Regions from separate parts of the Sus scrofa genome. Here regions 1 and 3 are each linked to region 2. Evidence: chromatin contacts called from public HiChIP or PLAC-seq data. All regions are on one chromosome and are shown on one strand. The core of a region is the stretch at or near the end of the contact, and the rest is flanking DNA. Distances in the headings are between cores, read along the strand shown. Region 1 has its middle 160 kb from the start of THBS1. Region 2 has its middle 110 kb from the start of RASGRP1. Region 3 has its middle 96 kb from the start of TMCO5A.

Region 1 (4,571 bases), core at 608-3,107, 690 kb after region 2:
TAAGGAAGAAAAATAAATATAAAATGTAGATTTTCATCTCTCAGGAAAGGCAGCTGGAATATTCCACCAGACAGTGAGATCTCACAGGCTATACAAGCATAGGAGTAAACCACGTTCTCTAATGTGTTTCCCAGTTTTGGCAAGTATACAGATGTTTCATGGATGTGGTCATCAAAAAGTCATTGTTAGTATGAGGCCAGAATCCTGTGACTACTGCAGCTCTGGTAACAAATCTCCATCAGGACAAAACCTCAGTTTATAGACAATGATTGGTTTACGATTACTGAGTTCATCTTGACATGAGTTTAGAAGCTATTTTTTAATATTGGCTTTAAAGCAAAGTCCTACTTTAATAAACAAAGGCTAAAACCTGAAGCTCCCCAAAGATTCTCCCAGCATCCTCAGATTCCTGAGCCTATGATGCAATTATAACACACTCATTCAATAAACACTGAATATCTGCTGATGATCTGCCTTGTACTATGCTCTGTGCAGTGAGAGGTGCCAGTAAGTGACGATATGATCCCCTGGTCTAAGAGGAAATTTAACATCATACACTTGGAGACACATGTTACTTATTGCCAACCTTCTCTGGAGTCCCTGAGCCAAGTGGACCCTCCAAAGCCTCAGAGGGTCTTATTGCTGATACTCGCAGGTGGTAACCACAAGTCTCAAATATTTTTCAGTCACCAGCTCTCCAACCCCAATCCATTTGTATCAGCTCCCATTCCAGTAGGTACAAAACTGTCATTTAGAATTTTCTCCATGAATTTCTCATTTCAAAGTTGTTGATCTACCTAGAACCACAATCCAGCTTTTTCTAGTGGGCCATAGGGTAACTAGTGCTTTTGCACACTTCCAAGTAGGGAAGAAAAAAGCAGAAAAGGACAGTAGAATAGCTAGGCCACTTTGCCTATATCCCAGAACTACAGAATCTACCTCAGGCTGTTCATGGCCCTAGTCTGAGCGTCAAGTGAAGGCTGCCCTGTACTCTGCAAACACACCAGTCTTCCTCCTCTTCACAACCTTTGCACTGCTATTCCCCTCCACCTGGAGTGCCCTTCCCTCATGGCTGTGACATTCCCTCACCCTCTGCCCAAACATCACCACTCAAACATCACCTTATCAGAAATGTCTCCTCTGACCACCCTATCTAAAAGATTAAACCTCCCCAGCATCCTTTCTCTTCTAACATAATTTATTATTTTATCAATTATTACCACCAAAAGAAACCCACAAACGAATTTTTTGTATTGTCTGTCTTCTCCCACTAAAAGTAACCTCCTGAACAATTGGAGCATCATGTGCTTCTTGTTTATTGATGATTGCCCAGTTCTTGGCCTTTAGGAAGCACTTAACCAGAATATGTTGTGTTAAATTCCACCCCCAAAAGTATAAAACAAATCAAGCTGCTTATAAGCCAGAAGTCAATTGTCTGAGTAGAAGAGCAAACATATTTCTAGAAGTTGTCTCTGCCTCCAGACTCTCCAGGTATTTTCCCTCTTTCTGGGCATCTTATACCTTGTTCCCCATAGGCAGAGCCTCAGGAAGAACTGAGAGAAAACATTTTAAAGGCTAAGATGTAGACCCTCAAATCCAAGTTCATGGTTAGACTTGTGGTAAATTCACAGACAGGCACTAAGTGACTGTTGACTCCATCACAATCCAAAGTTTGATCATAACTTAGAAATGGGAGATTAAGGGAAAGCCAAGTAGCCAGGACGCTCGATCTCTTTGACCACAACCCATTTTGAAAGTTGAATGTTTCATGGAATCTGGCTTCCTCATTCTCAATGTGCAAGGGCACAGAGAGGTTAAATGATTTGCCCAACATCTACAGTGTATCAGCAGAAGTACTGAGCTTGGAAACCACTAGGTTTCCATACTTCCTGCTTACAAACACTCAGAAACAGTATCTGCAGTGGCACAGAAGAGTAAGTTCAAGCCCTAGTGGTGTAAGACCGAAAAAGGAATCTCTCTCACTCTCTCACCCTTTCTCTCCCACACATACACACACCTCTCTCCCACACAGATACACAACTCTCTCTCTTTCTTGCAGACACACACACACACACACACACACACACACGCATACACTGACCCCAACATACTATGGAATGGAATGGATGTAGAGTTGCTCTTCCCAAGTTTCCTATAACGAAGGCTAAATTTACAGTTGGAAAAGAAAAGCACATCTTTTCGGCTCTTTCCAGCCAGGAATGCCACCAGGGAGCTGGAAGGGACTACATCTCCTGCTCTTCAAATTCCCATAGTCCTAAGACAACCCTGATGATTATACAATTTTCTGTGCTTCACTTCCCCAAGGAAGAATTGTCCCTTAAGAAACCTGCTCCATCAATAATAAAGAAATGATTTGAGGTTACCTTTATAACATTGTGTAGTTCTTCTCCTCGGATAGTAAAGTTTAGCATTCAACATTCAACAAAGAGAAGAATGAAACAAACAACAGATAGAAAAGACTTGGAAACAACCAAGGAAAGGTAGACAAGTTATATAATTTCTACCTCTTCCTTCTTTTTTTTCTCTTCCTTTCATGACTTTGTTAACCCCTTATTAGTAGTTCTTCTTCAATAACCTCCCCATCACCTATTCAGTATCTTCTGATTTCAATATAATATACAAATCTGACAGCTTAATTCTTTAGTTGATATTGTTGGGTCTTTTATACCCAATTAAAGTCAGTCCTTCTTACTGTGGTAGTCAAGGGTCCCCAAAATCTGCTCTCATTCCATTGCCATGTCTACATTTTTGTTCTGTTTTGTTTTGTTTTTGTACACAAGTGGAGGAAGCTATTTATTGGCATTTGCTACTAAACATTCTGCAATGTCCAAGACAGCCCCTACAACCAAAAATTATCCAGCCCATGTCAAGAGTGCAGAAGTTAACTTAGTGTCTACTCTTTTGTTTTTTTCCCAGTCAGTGCTTTAATAGATGGCTTGGAGTCCCCTAGATGTGGCTCATGTGTTCAAATCTTCAAGCTCCATATGATAGGATAAGAAATATGCTTTTGGTCTTTCCTCTTGCTCCTGGCATGGGGCTTGAAAACCTCTTGAGGAATTTTCCAAGGAGGAGAGAGATAAAGCCGTCTTTTGTTATGTTAATGAGGTGAATTTTAGAAAAGACCTAAAGTCTTGTTGCCAGGGAACCCAGCCTTGTGATTAGAGGACTGGAAATTTCATCCCACCCCACTGACCTCTGGAGAGGTTGGGGAAAGCAGGGTAGGGGTCAGGGGCTCATTGGGGATTGGCTGGTCGTCAAATCAATAGTCAATGGCCAATGATTTAATCAGCCATGACTATGTAATGAAACCTTTATAAAAACCCAAAATGGATGGGATTCAGAGAACTTCCAGTTTGATGAACCACAACATCCTCACATGACATCATGCTGGGTCCACAGGGACCAAACTCCTTTTTTTGGGACCTTGCCCTATGTATTCTTTCATCTGGCTGTTGATTCCTATCCTTTAATATCCTTTGTAGTCAACTGATAATCTAGTAAGTAAATGGGTTTTCTGAGTACTGTAAGTCATTCTAGCAAATTAATAGAACCCAAGGGGGAGTCAGGGGAACCTCTGACTTAGAGCCAGTTTGTCAGAAGCAGAGGTAATAACCTGGGCTTGATGTGACATCTGAAGTAGATGGCAGTCTCATGGGATTGAGCCCTTAACCCCTGTGATCTAGTGCTATCTCTGGGTAGATAGTGTCAGAGTTGGGTTGAATTTTTGGACACTCGGCTGGCATCAGAGAATTGCTTGATGGAACTGGGAATCTGAATCTTATTCCCTCTGCCTCCTCTGTCCACCTAGAAAGCCTCGGGCCTTTTGCTCGCTGGCAGACTCGTATCTTTTCCCTAAGGCCCATGTCCTCCTTCAAAGTTTCCTGGATGGAAGTGCTCTTTCATTTCTAAATTTGCACAGTGCTTTGATATTCCTCTTTTATGAAATTTAACACATATAATAAGGAGTTATAGACTGCGGGCTCCAAGGAAGAACCTTATTTTTGGGAGACTCTATCACCAGTGCCAAAACAATACCTAGAACACAGCTAAAGCTAAATAACAATTAATCAAGGGAGGAAATATCTGTGCTCTAGATTATTCACTCTCCAATCAGAATGAGGCTCTCTGGAGCTAGAGACAACTCCAGTTCTTCCTGAATCCTTGCATTACCCCTCCCACCCAGAAGATGCTTAATAAGTATTTGTTAAATGTCTGAATATTGAATAAGTACACATATAATAGGATAGAAATGTAAAATGTTTATGTGTAAAAAAGGAAATACAATATATATTTTAAATAAATTCACAACTGAAATAAACGGCCAAAAATGAAATAAGTCTCAGGCGGCAAAAATGTAAGTCCTAGGCAACAGTTACCCATCTCAACTTTTAATTATATCAGAGTATTCATGTCACAAGTATGTTCCAAGGTCTTATATTTCCTCCTCTTTAAAAAGCATCAAAATGCCCACTTAAATGTTAATTGCTCATCTGGAGAACACATGAAACAGAAAACACGCAAAGACAGGATGTGCCGTTGGCTGACTATGC
Region 2 (4,498 bases), core at 1,170-3,669:
AGCCTTGCTGCCTGGTCCTGCTCTCTCTGCCAGAGTCCACCCTTGGGGAGGGCCTCCCCGGAGTCCAGTTATTTGCTTTATCCCTCAAGTCTGACCCCCAAGGGCATACCAGTCCATCCAAGTCATTCATCTGAATATGCCTTTTTTTTTTTTTTTTTTTTTCCAGGGCTGCACCCACAACATATGGAAGTTCCTGGGCTGGGGTCAAAATGGAGCGGCAGCTGCCGGCCTACGCCACAGTCATAGCAATGCAGGATCTGAGCCTCATCGGTGACCCACACCACAGCTCATGGTAACACTGGATCCTTAACCACATTGAGCAAGGCCAGGGATCAAACCCCCATCCTCATGGATACTAGTTAGGCTTCTTACTGCTGAGCCAAAGTGGGAACTCCTGAATACGCCTTTTGACATTTCCTTCTACAAATGTCAGCTGCCAACTCTGTGCCAGGCACCATCTGAGGCCCTGGGAACACAGCAGTGAACAGGATGGCCAGTGCTCTGCTTCCATGAAGCTCACAGCTTGTGGGGTGACACGAGGCAGGAAATAAGCAAACCAGAGTAAATCGTGCCTGACAGCATAAGAAGAAACAGAGGATGGTGAGATGGCAAAAGCTTGGGGTGGGTGGCTGCTTCTGAGAGGGCATCAGGGAAGGCCTGAGGGGAGATGGTTGAGCTGAGACCTGAACGAGAAGAGTGACCCACCTATCTAGAGAGCCAGGGAAGAATGTTCCAGACAGACTGTAGGAAAGGCCTCTGAGGTAAGAACAGACTCAGGCTGTGGGAAGAAGAGACAGAAGGCGAATGGGCTAGAGTATAGGGGTCAGGCGCCAAGCTTGTTCCAAGGGTACATGTGGGGTGTAACTCATCTCAGGACATAAATGGACACCTGTGTTCAAGACTCATAAAAGGTGATGGGACAGCTGAGAAATTTCCCAGGTGTTCTGTGCCAGGAGCCTTGCCTTCCCAGAACATGTGAGACTCTCTCAGGAACAATGTTACCTAACTACCTGCCCACCTAAACATCTCACCTTCCATCTTTCAGTGTCACTCTGGGTCTAGTTCATTAGAAATCAATTGTCCTTTGCAGTCCTTTATATATGAATCTCTATCCCCATGACAGTACGAGAGACTTTCCCCCTGCTGAGAACTGACTTACATCCTCAGGTGACAAGAGCTGGTGGCACAACATGTCTGTATATCCCTGGATGGGGCACAACACAGCAGATACTCCCAGCCAACGCCTTCTTTCCTGAGTTGAAGATCTTCTGCAACCTGTGACTTTATTTTTGCTATCATTTTGTGCACTCAAGATGACTAGCCTGTATTCCCGGTGAAGAGACTGGATCCATGACCTGGGCTCACCACAGTGAGAAGGAAGAGAGGATTTGCCACTATTCCCCAAATGTCAGGTGGTTGACATGATGTCTGCAGCTTTGTAGCCAAAACTTGGGGGCAAATCTCTCTCGTTCTGATGGTGACGAGGCCTATGATCCCTCTTATGTGAGAGCTTGTCATATAGTTGAACTATTAACTTATTTATGAATGCACCCAAGCTGAAATGGGGGAAGCTGGTAGGACATGTAAAGGTGCCCACGTATTGGGTATTTTGAGTAGGTGCAGAGTTTTCTAGGGATGTTTCACAAAGTAGATCAGGAGCAAGGAGAGAATTATGTGACTTAAATAATAGAAGCCACATCTACCTGTAATCAGCAATTGGAGACTCCGCAGGGTCAAATAACCTTGTCCCTTGCTAGCAATAAGCAGCAGTAGAGTCCTCTGCCAGTCTTTGTTCTTAGAGTTAAGTGTGCATGTGATTAGAGACACTGACAATTCTGGTCACTGCAGTGGTGCTCTTTGAGGGCAGATCTGAGAGGAAAGCCCCCTCCTAGGCTTAGCTGTAGGCCAACACCCTTAAGCAGAAACGCAGGGGGCATATGTTCCCTGTAAGAGCTGCCAGAGTAATTCAGGTCTGGGGTGGGCTGGGGGGGCCCTTTAGAGTAAGACTTGTCTTCCAAGCCACAGAGCTATCGTCTGGAGCTAGTTAGCTGCTGATCAGTTTCCTTCCTGCTATCAACTGGTTTTGTATCACTCAGGGCTATTGTCAGTGACTTAGCCCTGGAGAGGCATATAGAAAAGATAAAATGAGGAATGTTTTGGCATCACCACCAAAACAGCTTCCCCACCAGCAAGTTTGAAGTGTCAGAGGAAGATGTGACCACCACTGGTGTTTTGGGTTTTGTGGCATGAGTAGTAAGAGCCCTTTAAATGAGGGGTACTGAACACCCCTCCCCAGCAGTCTGGCTGGCCAGACTGTAGGGCTGTGAGGTGGACTGTGTGTGCAGGAAGGATGCTAGTTGTCAGGGCCTGGCTCCCAGACACGGCCTCTAGAGCAGAGGAAGGCAAGATGAACCTGAGGTGCTATTGGCCAAATGCAAGCCAGTGCTTGTTGGACCAGGCTGATGCCTCCTTTCCTGGTTTATTCATTACCTTCATCTTTCATGCCCTGGCTTTGGAAGCCGTACACTCTGCTGGATGCACAGCTGTGCAGTGTGCCCCTGGGTTCCAGCCAGCCCAGTAAGGCCCAGGGATGGAGGTCGGGCTGATCAGGAGGCTGGTCTGCCTGGGGCTCTGCTGGGGGCTGTGGCCTCCCGGCTGAGAGCTAACCACTGTGCTGACTCACCATGACTGTGGTTGAGAAACAAACCAGCAAGTCAGTGGCTCCCATGAGCTCAGGAGCCGTGAAATATAGGCCAGGGAGCCTCAGCCGGAAGGGGCTTCAGTTAGTAAGAAACCAACGTTTTTGCCTTCTCGCCATATTCTGATGTGGAGTTACAAAGGGCCCTGGAGGACCCTGGGCATTTCCCTCTCTTGTCCCTTGGGGGACCGTGAAACCACATCAGGAAATAGGCGAAAGGGTGGGAACAGCATTTGTGTCCAGGCCTTTCTTGGTCTTTCTGCTGTGGCCAAACCTGCTAGGCTCTTTAGCTTCCCTGAGAATTGCAATGACCTCTTCAGAGACCTTGAGCACACTCCAGACCAGGGTGAGTGCTGGTGAGCCAAGGGAGTGAGAGGATGGTGCATGAGTGGATGGTGGGTAGAGTTCATATTGGATTTTGTGTAAATGGTGCTCCCTGAACTACTGCAAAGGACAGATGTCCCTGTGTGCCGCCCCTCCCCTCCACTTCCCACCGCAGCCTAACGCCCCTGATAATGGCATTTTAAACCAGCAGGTAGCCCTGGTCCTGCTATAAAGTAATTCTCGTTGACTGTATAATGGTGTGGAAGACACAATGACAGGTCTCCAAAGATGTTCACATCCTGATCCCCAGATCCTGCACATATGTTACCTTACTCAGCAGGTGTGGTTAGCACATTGGACCTTGTGCTGGAGAGGTTATTCTGGATTATCGAGTGGACTATTCTAACCATGCGAGTCTGTAAAAGCAGGAGACCTTCCCTGGGAGTGCCCAGAGAGAGAAACGTGAGCGTGGAGAAGGCCAAAGAGAAGCTGTGAGAAGGATTTGATGCCTCGCTGGTGCTGAGATACAAGGGGAGGCATGAATGACCAGCAAGAGCCCTCTGAGAGCTCAGGGAGACCTGAGCTGACAGCTGGCAAGGAAATGAGGACCTCAGTCCCACACCCCCCAGAAACTGCCGACACCTGGACCAGCAAAGAAATGGACTCTCCCTCAGAACCTCCACAAAGGAACGCAACCATGCTGACACCTCGATTGCCCCATGAGCTTTGTGGGATCTGGCCCACAGAACTCGGACCAAAAAAAATCTGTGTTTGAAGCTGCTAAAGTTATGGTAATTTATTATGGCAGGAGCGGAAAACTAACACAAATGGCTACAAAGTGTAATGCATTTAATTAATTTATTTATTGTCTTTTTTAGGGCCACACCCACAGCATTTGGAAATTCCCAGGCTAGGGGTTGAATCAGAGCTGCAACCTCCAGCCGCAGCCACAGCCACAGCCACAGTCACATGGGATTCGAGCAGCATCTGTGACCTATATCACAGCTCACTGCAACGCCGGATCCCTAACTCACTGAGCGAGGCCAGGGATCCAACCCGAGTCCGCATGGATCCTGGTCAGGTTCAGTACCACTGAGCCACAAGGAGAACTCCCATGGAATGCATTTTATAACTGAGTATAATTTTCTTGCCTTTGGCATCCTGATTTCCTTGGTAGCTCTCAGTGGTGGGGAAGTCCGTTTTCACGGCTGGCTGTTTTCTGGGAGAGGGAAGGCATGTGCTTCCTGGCACATCGGAGTTTACTTCTCTGCTGCTGCTGATGCTGGCCTCGCCTCTGGCCTGGCCCCTGGTAGAGATTCTGCTAGAGGCCGGCCTTTTCAGGAAGCACAAAGGACCTCCTACTGCTTCCTCTCATTTCTGCGGCTTCTGAGAAGCAGCCCCTGGCCCCTCGCCCCTGGCAGGGGGTCCACACCCAGCCCACATGCTCCTCTTCTCTTTATCCAAATGTCCTCTTGG
Region 3 (4,891 bases), core at 2,069-4,568, 700 kb before region 2:
CTTTATATTTTTATAGCTTTTAAAATTTATCTCTTAGGCTATGTTTATGTGGTTTTTGTAGCCTGTAAACATCTCTAAGAGTCACTGGCTAAATAGAAGGCAAAAGTATACTTTAGAGAACCCAGAATGTGGACTCAAAGGACCTGGGTTCCAGGCCTGGTCCTGCCACTTACTAGCTGTATAACCTTGGGCAACATTCCTTACCCTTCCGTGCCTTCATTTATTCCTATCAGTACATAAAAAGATAACACGGAGTTTTGTGTTGCCATGAGCTGTGGTGTAGATCACAGAAGCGGCTCGGATCCCGCATTGCTGTGGCTCTGGCGTAGGCCAGCAGCTACAGTTCTGATTAGACCCCTAGCCTGGGGACCTCCATATGCCACAAGAGTGGCCCTAGAAAAGGTAAAAAGACCAAAAAAAAAAAAGATAATGCAATTATATGTGTGTATGTATGTATATATTTGTCTTAGAACATTTCACCTACTTATGCATATGAGAAAAATTGTAAAATATTATCTAAAATAACACTTAATTAATGGCTGACAGAATACTATTTGTCAGTGAAAACTGCCTCCAGAAATTGTTTATCAATCTCCTTTCTTCTTCTCCCAGGATAACTCTCTCCAAAAGAAGAAAACAGGGTTCTTTAAAAGGTAAGTAAATATCTTTGAGTAAACTTCCCAGAAAAATGGGAGTTCTACTTACTCATCCTGACAGACAGCAAAGTCTAGATGAGGAGAACACTGTACACACACATGCATACACACAAAAACATAGTCAACAAATTTGTGTCATCAATGACTACATTTCTTGGTTCAATGTTACAACTTCCTTGTCCAAAGGTAATTACTTATCTCAGCTTTCCAATATTAGAAGCCAATGGCCTTGCAATAATTAGAAACAGGAATCTTATCACCTAAAAGTGATGTGGCAAATCTCATACTTACTCCTTTTTCCCTTTAACAATTTCAACTAGTTTGATGTCTCTGGTTTCCCAGAAACATCAGTACACTAGAAATGGGGAGATCCTTTTCTGGTTCATAAGCATGATGATTGGGTTTTCATGCTATTGTCTAAGATGCGCCTCCTTCAAACTGTGATACAATGTCAGCACATTACCCCCCAACAGGAAAAAGAAAAATAAAGATAGGGAGAGAGTTTCTAAATGCAAGTATACCACTGCCTGACAGCAGATAAGAGAGAAAATAACTGTGAAAAAGAGATATCCCATACCAGTATCCACCACATAATAATTGCTCAGAAATCTTGTTAAGCCAGGTAAGAACTCAAGATTCAAACAACTAAGTGGATATTAGTCCTGAGGGAATCACTATGATAGCAAAGTAAAATTGATATTCATGAAGCCCCTGCATTTTCCAAGAAAAGGTCAAATTATGTTCAACATCGTATGTTTAAGAAGACATAGAGAAACATATTTAAAGTGTTATGAAATGTGATTTAGAAAGAGTCCAATCAAAATGGTTAACATGAAATTATTGGTGCTTAAAGGTCACCTACAGTGGTCTGAAAAATGCTAAAGACGAATAACCCTTCATACAAGATACGTGAAGTTCTAATCCAATATCCCAAAATACAATGTTCCCAGAACAATGGGCAGAATTTCCCTAGAAGCCCTTGGTCACCTCCCCCCATAATTCAATACCAGTGAGCAACATGGTGTTGCCCAAGTGAATGCCTGGGATAAGAAATGTCTGCCTTAAAGAGAGTTGGTGTCCTGAAGAAACATCAGCCCAGCAAGTCTACTTCATCATATCAAACATCAAATGCCTTCCCTCTAGTTCATATCCATCATCCTTGGGGCACTAGTGTACTATATGCTGACAAGAAATAAGAAAGCTGTGCTAGTCCTAAGATTTTCCCTGGGAATATCCTCCTGGAGCCTTTTCAGGAATACTGTATCCAATGTGGTGGGAAGAGGTTTCTAAAAAAAAAGTCTTTTGATTCTAATTTTGACCAAGATGCCGTAATAGAATAGATCCTGGTTCTTGTTGCCAAGATTAACTCTACAGGAAAACTTAAGAAAACTAGAGGGAAAAGGGTTGTATTTGACTGGTGAATGGAGGTGGGCCGGGAATTGGTCCTGGGGCAGAAGGCAGCCCAGCAAAGGGAGATAAGGGTAATATAGCAAAGGAAATAGGGGAGGTTGTCCCATGTAAATCATATTAAAACTGCAAGGGCAACATAATTTGTCAGTTTAAAAAAAAAAAAAAAGGACTACCCTAAAGAAATGTATAGAAATTTACTTCGAAATATTTAAAGGCAACATGAATGAAAGAACAGAAATACCACGATCTTGGATGGGAAGCCTTAATATTATAAATATATCAATGGTCTCCAAATGATTAGTGGAATCAATTTAATTTTAATCAAATTCCCCAAAATATTTTTCATGGAATTGAATAAAACTATACTAACATATATAGGATATGGGAGAGTAAAAGGTCAAAAATAACCTGGACAATTTTAAAGAAGAGCAAAGGGTGAGAAACATGCCCTTTGAGATATCAAGACTTAATATGACTGGGACTTTGGGGTTAGTAGATGCAAACTATTACATTTAGAATGGATAAACAATGAGGCCCACTGTATAGCATGGGAACTATATCAGTCTCTTGGACTAGCCCATGATGGAAGATAGTACAAGAAAGAGAATATATATATAAAACTGGGTCACTTTGCTGTACAGCAGAAATTGGCACAACATTTTAAATCAACTATACTCTAATAAAAAAAGAAAGAAAAATAAAATATCTAATAAAAAAAGACATAGGAATAGGAAAATCAACCAGTGGAATAGAACAAAAAATTCAGAAACAGTGCACATATAGAAACTTAATATATAATTATGATTGTATGTCAGAGGGGAAATGAATGATTGATTGTTCAACAAATACAGTGGGGGGAAATGGTTATCCAGAAGAGGAAAAAAATAAGATTACATCACTACTATACTGTATAACAGAAAGCAATCCCAGATGTGTTAAGGATTTAAATGTTGATTTAAAAGAAAAAAACTTACAAAATTCAGCATTAGTCATCTACTGCCACATAACAAATTACCCCCAAATTTAGTGCCTTCAAACAACAAACATTTATCAACTCACATTTTCTGTGCATCAGAAATCTGTGAGCTACTTAGCTGTTAGACCCTTTCTAACAGGATCTGTTATGAGGTTGCAGTTGAGATGCTGGCTGAAATGACATTCAATAGAAGGCTTGGCTGAGACTAGAGGATCCATTTCCAAGGAAGCTGACTCACACAGCTGATTGTCAGCAGGAGGTCTCAGTTCCTCATCACATGGACCTCTCCATCAGGCTGCCTGTATGTCCTCACCATCTGACAGCTGGCTTCCTCCTGAGAGTAAGGAGGAAGCTGCAACAATTTTAGTACATAGTCTAGAAAATCACACACTGTCACATCCACTATATTCTTTAGAAGTAAGTCATTAAGTCTAGTCCATGCTCCAGTGGAGAGGAATCCCTTCAAGGGGGGAGTATCAAAGAAATTTCAGACATATTTTTAAACTACCATAAGCTCTTAATAGAAAATAGTATCTTTTAGGCCTTGAGTATAGGGAATGATTCTTTAATCAAGACACAAAAAGTAATGATTCTTATTAAAGGAAAGGTTGATAAATCAGACTTTATTAAAAATAACTTTTGTTCTTTAACACCTTGGAGCAAGTGAAAGTTATAGAGGGAAGATATTCAAATACACACAATGGAAAATGATTGATAGCCAGAACATACGAAGAACTCCTACAAATCAATGAGAAAATCCCAAAAACATAGTAGATTAATGGGCAAAAGGAAATACACAAAATGACTAAGCCTATGAACAGATGTTCAGCATCATCGTTCAACAGGGAAATGCAAGCCAAGACCACAATGAGATATAACTTTGTACCCATTTGACCGGCAAAACTAAAAATCTGATGATATCAAATGTTGGAGAGGATATGGATCCTCAGAAACATACACCGTGCTGGTGGAGTATAAATTGGTGCAACTGCTTTGGAAAACAATGTTCCAAAACAAAAATAAAAACAAGATAATTTCACTTAGTAACAAATGCTAAAAGAAAATTAAACATGGTAATGGAAGAAAGAACGGCTGGGGCAGGCCAGCATATGGGAAAAGACTGCCTTTATAAGAGGTTGTTGGGATGGAGATTTCTTGATAGAAGGAGTCAGACATGCATTTAGGTATGACTATTTTGTTCCACTTTTTCTAACCTCTCATTAACTTTTTCTTGACTCTTTCCAGGATTTTTCGATATTTCTTTTTCACCACACTGTTTTTCATCAGACTGCTGGGCTACTTGTTTTTCCATATAAGTTTTATAAATCCAGATCTCTTTGTCAATATACTGCCCAAGATACTGAGCAGGAACATCTTGTGGAAACTAAGATGCTTCCTCTTTCCATCTCTCACGCTTGAGACAGAGGATGTGTTACCCCACTGACCCCAAGAACCATCCTTGAGCAAAAGAAGGCAAGTGGTATCTGAGTCTGCAAACTAGGAGACAGCAGAACTTGGGGAGGGAAGAGGTTTTCTTCAGTTTTCCTCGAGGTTTGCCTACTTGATTACCTTCCCTCCTTGTGTTATCTTTCCAAGATTGACCTTGCCCAATAAAGAGCTCTGTCAAGGGAAATCTGTGGCTAAATGGATAAGCTAAATAGTACCATAGTGAACAAATGATGTATTTTTGGAATAACATCGTAGAGGCTCAGCAAAGTTAGAGTTGATCAATTCTTCTAGTGAATCCTAAAAATCTAAGATACTGGATCCCTGCAAAGCAGAAGATTGCTCACTACCTATATTAGAATTCTTTGGGAGTTCTTGTTGTGGCTCAGCAGTAACAAACCCA

Evidence for each region. HiChIP or PLAC-seq counts read pairs in DNA pulled down with a chosen protein or histone mark.
Region 1: an H3K27ac HiChIP or PLAC-seq map of alveolar macrophages shows a contact between it and region 2. The contact joins two enhancer-like sites. A contact is called at or near these places in 2 of 47 Hi-C or Micro-C datasets (both in embryonic fibroblasts) and 1 of 2 datasets of contacts at active chromatin or transcription factors (alveolar macrophages).
Region 3: a contact with region 2 is called in an H3K27ac HiChIP or PLAC-seq map of alveolar macrophages. The contact joins two enhancer-like sites. A contact is called at or near these places in 4 of 47 Hi-C or Micro-C datasets (embryonic fibroblasts, liver, omental adipose tissue and 1 more) and 1 of 2 datasets of contacts at active chromatin or transcription factors (alveolar macrophages).

The regions. Positions count from the first base shown.
Region 1 is chr1:131,900,892-131,905,462 of Sscrofa11.1, reverse strand. No RefSeq gene overlaps it. Among named protein-coding and RNA genes, the nearest start is that of THBS1, 160 kb to the right of the region's middle. Within about 2 kb of position 1,857, at least 4 of the 83 cell types and tissues checked have an H3K27ac peak or open chromatin away from gene starts, as enhancers often do. A contact at or near this core is called in alveolar macrophages, where this site is marked.
Region 2 is chr1:132,587,527-132,592,024 of Sscrofa11.1, reverse strand. No RefSeq gene overlaps it. Among named protein-coding and RNA genes, the nearest start is that of RASGRP1, 110 kb to the left of the region's middle. Within about 2 kb of position 2,419, at least 16 of the 83 cell types and tissues checked have an H3K27ac peak or open chromatin away from gene starts, as enhancers often do. A contact at or near this core is called in alveolar macrophages and embryonic fibroblasts, where this site is marked.
Region 3 is chr1:133,285,633-133,290,523 of Sscrofa11.1, reverse strand. No RefSeq gene overlaps it. Among named protein-coding and RNA genes, the nearest start is that of TMCO5A, 96 kb to the left of the region's middle. Within about 2 kb of position 3,318, at least 8 of the 83 cell types and tissues checked have an H3K27ac peak or open chromatin away from gene starts, as enhancers often do. A contact at or near this core is called in alveolar macrophages and embryonic fibroblasts, where this site is marked.